Linked DNA regions of Ovis aries: region 2 is linked to region 1. A link is a contact called in public Hi-C data. All regions are on one chromosome and are shown on one strand. Each heading gives the region's core, a stretch centred on a gene start, on an enhancer-like site or on the middle of the called end of the contact. The rest is flanking DNA. Distances are from core to core; before and after follow the strand shown.

Region 1 (4,823 bases), core at 955-3,454:
CCTAATCACCAAGTCTTCGACATGGCAGAATCTGATGGTAATATTAGGCAGACATATGAATGTGCCATAAAACACATGCAACAAAGCTCATACAAAATAGAAATTAGCTACAAAGAATAGGAGTATATACACATATATTGTAGAAGCACTAAGATGACTGATAAAAGTGAGGTGTGTTTTATCAAGAGCAAAGCTAATAAAATGGAAGCTATCATTAAACACAAGTTTTAAAAACATCACTGGTTTTCAATCCCACATGGGGACTAAAATCTCTTTAAATTTTAAATCTCTTTTGTTCTGTTATCTTGTAGCACTGGGAAAATAATACATCTATACTATATAGTCAGAGCGGGTAACAGGATACTAATTTTAAACAACAGAAAGTAAGACTGAGATCGACTGTAATTACTTTGCATAGGCTAAAAGTAGATAGTCTGTAAATAGAAATCCATATTATCCATTTATTTTTTCAGAATTCTACTTTAAACCTACTAAAGCTAAACTGACTGGTCAGAAGCTTCCATTAACTGTCTCTGACATCCAGGTAAACCAAAGCATATGAACAGGCCATGGTTTTTGAGTTCTTATTACAGCCTCAATTATGTGTTAGTCAACTCAAGCAACCATTATGTACTCAATAATAGGTATGACACAGTTAAGAACATCAGCAACACAGCAAGCAGGCAGGCACAGGCAACCTGCTTTTACTTATTTTTCTGGTGTGAACATTCTTAAAAAGCATGGAAAGTATCATTAAACCTTAGAGTAGCACTCTACTAGATATCTTTACCTCTATTTATAACCGTGCAGAGTAACACTGTCTTGAGAAATGACAGCACAGTATCCTACATGGAAAGGAAATGTAGGATGCCATAGTGGGGATGAATTTCTAATTGCCAGTGATTATTGTGAATATAACAATATTTTCCTGAACATTAAAGTCTCTGTGGAGGGTAGCTACAGTTAAAAAGTGGGGGGGGGGGGTCTTGTCTTGAAACTTTAAAATTGCGTTGGTGTATACGATAATGAAACAAAATACACAAAAGAAAAAAATTTTAATTGTTTAAAAAAAAAAAAACATTAAGGGAAGCCGCTGATCCTTAGGAAGACACGAGGTTGCTTATAGTGAAGCATTTATAGAGTCCGATGCATCTTCAAAACTGGTTACAATCACTAGCACAGCAAACCCTTGTGAGGTAAGTGTATTATTACCTGTGGTTCATAAATGAAAAAGCTGAGGCACTGACTAAGTCGCTTGCCTAACGAGAATGAGTCAACGTCAAGAGTCATAGTTGACCTAGCCTAACGACTCCTGACGGTCAGTCCAGGGCTTAGTCAGCGGGGGCCGGAGTGGCTTCCCTGGCTGGCACCTGGACTTGGGCTGTTTCCGTTCACGTTAAAGCAGAACAGTGGAAGCGAGAGGACACAACTTGCAAATCATTTTTACTTCCACTCAAGATTTAACCCTGAAGTCTTAATTTCAGGAGTTGAAACAGGAAAAGCTGTTGGGTGCATTCCCCCTCCCCCAACCTGTGGCAAGTGGGTACTGTGGGCGGTTCCGCCACCCCCTTTTCGCAGTGATGGCAATGAGTGACCACCAGTGTTAGCGGAGCCAAGGGACCGGGGAGGGTTGAATAATAGTTGCTCAAACAACTATTCTCCATCACCAACTCTTTTTAAAACTAAGAGAAAATGGTGAGAAGTCAAAAGAAAATTAAATAAACACACAGGCAACTCGTCCTAGGACCTCAACTAAGCAAATGAAGCCTTATTGAGCGTGCTGAGCCTTCGGTTCTCAACCTTCCGGGGAAGATGGGAGGACAGGGCGACAAAGGGCACAGTAGGCATGCCTGGCAGTAAGTGCGACAGCATCTATCCAGGCGGAAGACCAGAGGACTGAAAACCACCCTGCAGAACGCAAGTGTCCGCCGCTCCGAGAACCGCGAACCGTACCCACCGACCACGTGAACAGTTCTTTTTTTTTTTTTTAACTTCTTTGCCTAAAAGAAAAAAAAAAAAAGGAGGGAGCGTGAGAGACTTCACTTCCCAGAAGCCTCTCGTTAAACACGCAGCCGCAGTCTTGCGCAGGCGCCGCCAGGGCCAAACGGATACGTCCGTCACGTGAACAGTAGCCGGCCAATCCGGTTTGAATCTCCTTTTTTTCCTCTCACCCCCCCTCCCCCTTCAGGAGCGGTTGTGCGATCAGATCGATCTAAGATGGCGACTGTGGAACCGGTGAGTATTGCCTTTGGCCCCCACCCCCACCGGTCCCCGCGCTCGGTCTCCCTTCGGACTGGGGGACCCCGCGGGACGGCGTTCCCGGCGCGCATGCTACCCCTTGCCGCCCCCTCCCCCTCTTCTTGGGCCTGACCTCCCCGCGGACAACTGGGGGCGCCCCGGAGGTTGGCCGCTACGGCGTGTGGAGCACACGTTCTGGTGGGGGCCCGAGAGCTCGGGGAGAGGAGTGGGGGAGGGGCGGCGCGGCGCCTCCGGCGGAGCCTTGAGGGGGCCGCGAGGATGGAGGGTGTTCGGGGCCCTGGGCTAGGGTTGTGGGAATTGTGTTTTCGGGATAGGAGGGCGCGGAGCCGGCTCCGAGCAGGCGTCGGGATCCGCAGGGAGGGTGGGCGGCGAGCCGGCCTGGAATGAGATGGAGGAGGGCGCCCCGGGGCAGCCTTTCCCTCTCTCCCTCCCGAGCCTCTCTCTAGCCCAGGGACTCGGGTGCGGCGCGCGTGCCGGGGTTCATTAGACCCGTGGGCCGGGAGGCCGGTGGGCTCGCGTTGCCAGAAGGTGGGTTGGGCGGGAGTGGTGCCGCGGCACGCGCGGAGAAGCTTCGACCTCGCCGAGGGGAGCCGAGAGGGGCGAGCGCATGTTACTCCAGCGCGTCGGAGAGTTGCCGGGGTTGGCGGCAGGGGAGGCGAGAAAGGTTTGGAGTGGGGAGGCGAACCCCGTGCTGCGCGGTAAACCTCTGAGAGGAGGATGAAAGTTGGGGGGTGGTTAGAAGGGGGACCACATTGTCCTCGCCCCTCCGTGCTCGAGACCGGGCTGTCATGGAGGAGGGAAGGGGGAGGAGCGAGGCCTACGGAGAGCTGCTGCCGGTCTGGTTGCCGGCCGGACCGGCTGCATTTCACACGCGCCTGTCTTCCATTCATTCATCTTCGCGCTGTGCGCACGCCTCAGAGAATGGGACTGGGTCTAGATCCGTCTGTTCTTCCGAGTCTTTATCGTCTGGAAGATATCACAGAGCAGTTTATTGGAAATAGAAACTTAACTTTTCGAGTTAATTTTCCATTTGATTTTCTCTTTATCCGTTCTACTGGTTTCCCTCCCAATTTAGGTACCATCTTAAACTTCTCTGAAGCAAGTTGATCCCAGAGCACAAAGTTACCGCTCAAAGGAGAGAGTATCTTTGTCATAGTTTGGTTTTGCCTGCACTGGCTCACTAAAACTTCCAGGCTTATGTTGCCGTTTTAGGAATGTCGCCATCTAAGTGATAATTTAGAGGCGTAATACATTCACCAGAAAACCTTTGATATCTGGAACTAATTCCAGACCTTCGTTGCCAGATGTTTTCGTATATCTTTAATGATAGTTTGTGATTTTGATTATGGCTTCCCAATTTGCTTTGACTCTTTAAAGACTTCTATAACTACTTTGAAAACGAGGTATAGAAAGGTCTGTAGAATACAAAAATGCTTATTTTTCATTACATTGATGTGAACTATCTTGAGCTTCCTGCCAGAGTTCAAGGCAGAAAGCTTGATTATTTCTTTTATTGGTACCAGTATGCGTTTATTTTCCTGGAAATTAGATTGACTACAAAACTCTTAAGTTGCTGATACAATTAACTGATTTTTAGAACATTGATGTTAAATAGCTAAACGATAAATATGTAAAACCTTAAACTTAAAACCTTTTAATGGGTTATGGTATTACTTACAACTCTTTTGCCCTCTGTACTAGCATCAGTTAAAAGCTTACAGCTGGTAATAAGGGCAAGGCTAAACCCTCTAAACTAAACAATAATGTATTCTCTGAAGTTTCAGTAATATTTATTTAGGTCCTTTGGGTTTTGCAAATCTATGCTATTTTGTTTCAACAGCAGGGAGCAAAACTACAAAGTGTTGAAGGAGTGTTTTCAGTCAGTAAATATTTATAGCCCCTGATATGTTTAGGAGTTTGTACCAGGTGCTCTTGAAGATACAAATTATACAAAATGGGATTCTATACCTTGTTCAGTGTAAACTTTTAGAAGCTTAATTTCTAGTGATCCTGGTCAGTGATACAGTATAGTATTCCTTCTAGTTGCTGACCCTTGGGAGATTTGAACACTGCATTTAAATTTGGGGAGTAGGGAACATAAAAATCTGGTTTGTGAAAGTCGAGAGCCAGATTGAAACTATAGCAGTTTGAGGATGCTTGTAAAATACTTTAAAGGGTTCATTTTTAGTGTAAAAAATGCGGTTTTTTGTTTGTTTGTTTTGTTTTTAGTATTTTTAATGTACCCTTGTCCACAGATTAGTCGTTTAGAATTCTTTTTGGCAATTTTAAATAGTGGGATTTTTTTTTTCAAGCAACTGAATAGTATTTGTTGCAATTGAAGTATCCCTGTAAAAGCCTACAAAAAAGTGTGTTTATTCATTGCTATTTCAGTTAGCTTGTGAGTTTCCTTATTCCTTTTTTGCTGGGCATAATCATAAGCACCTAAAGACTCATAGGTTTTTCCTGCTTGTCCCACCTTGGTTGGCATTTGGGGAATTTTTGTCTCTGAAAGTTATGTAAAATATCAGTCATTGTCAATTTGATATTATGTGATTATCAAGTGT
Region 2 (4,600 bases), core at 382-2,881, 260 kb after region 1:
GACACTTTCGAGGTAGAGAGGGTTATTTCATCCAAAGGGCTGAAGTCACTGTTACCAGTGTCATAATTCTACGATCTTCTGGTTCTTCCACCTTTGTGGGGACCCTGGCTCCTACCTGTGACCTCAGTATAGCCCCAATCCCTCTCAAGGCCAAGCCTGTTTAAGTGTGGTTTATGGCAAGAAAAAGTAACTTCTTGCTCCTCCATGTAGGCTGTCAACTAGCTAGCTAGGTTTTGAGAAAAGTGAGGGGGTGGTTAACTAGGGAAATCCTATGCCAAATGTTATCAAGCCTATTAAAGGATCTCTTGGGAGCTTAGGAAGCATGCAGATTTCTGTGCCTGGTACCAGGTTTCACTGGTATGGTGCTGGAAAATTTCCCTGATCTCATCTCTTTGCAGCTTTTTCAAGCCTTTTTTTAAAGGCTTGAAACACCCACAGATGTTTACACACAGTTCTGGGCAGTTCTTCATTCTTTTTTCGTGAAATACTGATACCTGCTTGCCAGCACCTATGACAGTGCCCCAGGAGGAAGGCAGTTACATAACCAATGGGCACACATGCTCAGGTAGGGCTCCAAAATAATATCCAGCTTCATTCTCTCCTTCCTCAGAGGTCAAAAGCTTAGTCGTTCATGATCCATAAACCCAATTCAGATTCCCCAGAAGACCATCCTAGAACTCCAGGATTGCTCCTTAGAGTGAGGACCGGTCAGGGTCCTTCGGCACTATTCCGTCTTGTGGGGGCATCTGCAGTCCGGATTTCTGTCGCCGACAGGCCCTAGGGCAAGGATCCTGTCGTGAGTCGGATTCCTTTGGGCCATCTCTCCTACCTCGTCCCCGTCTCCAGGATAAGCCTCTCTCTCTCGCAGGTGGGGAGGCTGAGTTGGAGCCACATTCAGGGGAATTCAGGGGACTTTCCTATGCAATCCTCCGGGTTCGTTCCCATTTCCCGTCTCTTCCCCCACCCCTTCCCTGACATCTCATCCTTCCCCTTTGCTCCTTCCAAAGTCTGTGACCTCTTTCCTCTCCGCCTCGGTGGCCCCGTGTCTTTTCTTGCTACAAAACCAGGTGGTGGAGCAGGGGGTGTGAGTGAAGCTACACCCAGAAGGATGCGCGTCCTGCAGTGGAGCGCAGGGGGAAGGATTCGTCCTGAGGATCCCAACTCAACCAGCTCTCTCACCCCGAAGCGATCCTTTCCCCCAGGTCCCTCCAGAAGCTGCCTGCTGCCGCCGGTGGCAGACGGGGACCATCAACTCCAGTCACTCCTCCAAGGCTGCTCCCACTGGGCGCGCTCTCCGGGCATCCTTACACCTCCCTTCGGCCTGCCATCCTCCCTACCTACCCGCAGTGCTCGGGGGTCCGCGGCGCTCCCGGCTGGCCTGAGAAGGGGCGGGGATGAAGCGAGCGGGAGGAGCGGAGAGCTCGGGAAGGAGGGGGCGGCGCGGCTGCGTTGTGCCTCCCGCCGCCCGGGAGCGCCCGAGCCCGCGCGCGCGCGCACCTCACGGAGGCTCGGGCGGCGGGAGGCGGGCGGAGCTGAGGGCGGTGCGGGCGGAGGAGCAGCCGGTCGAGCGGGCGGAGCGATCGGCGGGCGGAGCGAGGGGTGGGAGGGAGCGCGCGAGCGGGCAGGCGGGCGAGTAGCGTCTCCACCAGCATCCGCGGCGGTCGCGTTTGCCCGAAACCCGGAGGCTGACCAACGTCCAGCGGACGGGCTTGGGAGCTCGCCTTGTGCTGGGGGCCAGCCTCAGCGAAGCTCGGGGCTTGCAGCGTGCTTCCCTGCCCGCCCGCGGCCACCCCGGCTCCGGCGGCCTCGGCGCGCGCCGAGGGCTGGAGGTGCGGGAGCCACTCTCCGCTGCTCGGTCCCTGCGCTGCTCAGCCCGGGTTGGCCGCCGCGCCGCGGCCCCGAGCGCCGTCCCGGATCCCCTGCTTCCCGCCGGCTGCTCCGAGCAACGGTGCTCCGGGGCTCCAAACTCGGGCTGCCGGGGCAAGTGTCTTCATGAACCCAGAGGATGTCCGGGAAGCATTACAAGGGCCCTGAAGTCAGTTGTTGCATCAAGTATTTCATATTTGGCTTCAATGTCATATTTTGGGTAAGTTGGAGCGCTTCTGGGATTTCAACTATTGTGGCTGATCGATTCGCGACGATTTCGCGCACGTTGCTCTCAGCCTTTACTTTTCGCAGCCCCTCGGGCGCTTGTCGGAGCTCGCAGAGGCGTTTGCCTTCCGCCCTTTCAGCCTGCGCGTTGGAGAAATAAACATTTAATCCTTTCTAGGAACGCGAAAAGGTAAAAAGAAAAACGGAGCCGGAAAGGGGGCACCCAGGCCTTGAGATTGCTTTTTAAGGGACGAATAACGTAGATGCAGATGAAAGAAAGGGTTTGGCAGTTGGAGAAATGAGCAACCACTCGAATGAGATTTGCTCCCGGTGGAGTATGGATGTTGGGCAGAGCGTGGTGTCATAATAGGGAAGGCTGATCGGACAGAGTCGACCCTGAGGTCCACCTCTAACGGGGATCTGATTGGACGAGGGCTTGGCTCCGTGTTGCCGCGGCCAGTCTGTGCCATGCTCAGCGTGTATCTTCTTGCACCATCTCGGGCTTTGTGTAGGATGCAGATGCGGCGGTATATGGTTCTGTAATGTGCACGTAAATAACGCTTCCTGCACGCTCTTCTCTTCGTCTTCTTCGGGAAAGCGCTCCTTTTGCATAATGGACTGACCAGTGGGTGTGCGGGGTGGAGGTGTTTATTGCTCTGTCTGTATTATTGTCAGGATAATAACAAGTCACCATCAACATATGTTTCAGTGTGTTCGCACCTCACGACCTGCTTTTCAGAGGAGTGACACATAGAGCGGGCCGTTTTGGGGGAAACCTTGGAGAAATGCAGAGAAGGCGTACGAGACATGTTTTGTGGGGGTACCGGCAGAGCAAATGCTTGAATGAAAGGTTCATCCATGCTCTGCTGGCACCACAATACGCTGGGCACCTACTGTAATTAGGCTGGGATGCCTACTCTTTTGTTTTGTTTGGATTCTCTTCTTTGATCTCACAAACATGTTCGGCACCCAGACAAAGAGTTCACTAGGACAAGGGGAAACGTTGCTTCAAAGACCGTGTGCTTTTTCTTCTCTTTCCCATCCCTTTCCATCCTCTTCCTTACTGGGCACTCCCTTGGCCCCCACGATTCCCCCCATGGAAAGTAAAGATGGTGGCTGGTTGGGGTAGTGGGGGCTGTTCTTCAAGTTGCTGTTTAGTGTGGATTCAGTGTGAGGTCAACAATAATCCAGTGGTGGTGGTGGGATCAATGATAATCCACAGCAGTCTGAACATGGGGTGTATTTATTTTGATTCTCCTTTAGTTTTGGCCATTTGTTTGAACATATACATTGATGAGAAGATTTGTCAATACAGCTCTTTATATTGTTTTCTTCCTACCACACATTTACTAGGCTATTTTATTTTTATTCTCTGTTTTCTCTAGGAGTGTCTTGCATTGCTCTTGCATGTTTTGCAAAAGGGAATGAGAGTGATTGGAGACCACTCTCTGTGTCAGCATGTCATCTGGCCTCAGGACTGAAAATGGGGTGGCGACACGTGAATGAATATCAGATCCAGTCATTCGCAAGCCACTTTTTGACAGAGGTTGAACGTGATTCCTGTTAGCAGTCACCCCCCTCCCGCCTCCAACATAGTCAAACACTGCTACAAATGTGGGAAGAAGAAATTATTTTCTTTCCTTGCTTCCTTTTTTTCAACCCTTGTTGGACATACTTGAAAGTCAAATTCCTGGGTGAGGCGTTTTGGTTTTATCTGAACTTGAAACTTTCATGACTTTGAGAGTCAGGGACTACCGAATTGGGACTGGATCTTCTTGGGGTGGTGAGTTCAAGCCTCTTGATTTTACTTCCAAAAGCTGAACATTTCAGCTACCAGGCAACAAAAGGCACCCAGGGGCTTTCTCTGCAGTTTCATAGCAGGAGGTGGAAAAGAAATAAAGGGATTTGGGCCTGTTTCCCTGACAGTTTGGTGCAATTTTGTAGTGTGTACAGAGGCACATTTAGTGTTTTCTATGGCTTAGGTTGTAGCAAAACCTCTGGAATTGTAGAGAGCTGCAAAGAATTGCAGCGTGCTTGCATGGAGAGTTTCAAAAGAAAGTAACATTTTGTCTGATTTTGAAGGTCTTCATCTCTTGGGAGGAGTTTTATGGGAAGCCTGAAAAGAGACATAGCGCTGTGGAACTAAACCATGTGTCCCAGGCAGAATAGTTATGTAGATGCCTTTGATATAAAGACCCTTCTCTGACTCTGCTGTCTGTATACATACCTTGTCCCTCCTTACTGTGCCTAAAGTCTTCCACTCATCTGCCCCCTCATACTTTTGCTATCCTGCTGTCTGCTTCAAGGTTACCTTAAGTTTGGGAATTATTTGGGAATTATGGAATCTCTGAGTTTGCAGTGCCCCAGTCTCTAGAGTGATGATCAGCAGGAAGGTAGCCATGATATTTGATGACAGTAATTTAGACTAAGATGTTAGTGACTGAAGAGCCGGGATTGGTGGCCTGATTCTGTAAAGTTACACATCTCTGCTCTCTACAGTTGCCGTCCT

Evidence for each region. A called contact is a pair of places that touch in the nucleus more often than the background predicts.
Region 2: a Hi-C map of hypothalamus shows a contact between it and region 1, with 2.5 times the contacts expected there. The contact joins the promoter of TSPAN5 here to the promoter of EIF4E in region 1. A contact is called at or near these places in 2 of 16 Hi-C or Micro-C datasets (blood and hypothalamus).

Annotation. Positions count from the first base shown.
Region 1 is chr6:26,239,856-26,244,678 of ARS-UI_Ramb_v3.0, forward strand. EIF4E (eukaryotic translation initiation factor 4E) reads left to right here and starts at 2,205. Exons shown (of 7, transcript XM_004009683.6): 1 at 2,205-2,235. The coding sequence starts at 2,218.
Region 2 is chr6:26,501,839-26,506,438 of ARS-UI_Ramb_v3.0, forward strand. TSPAN5 (tetraspanin 5) reads left to right here and starts at 1,632. Exons shown (of 8, transcript XM_004009684.5): 1 at 1,632-2,086. The coding sequence starts at 2,006.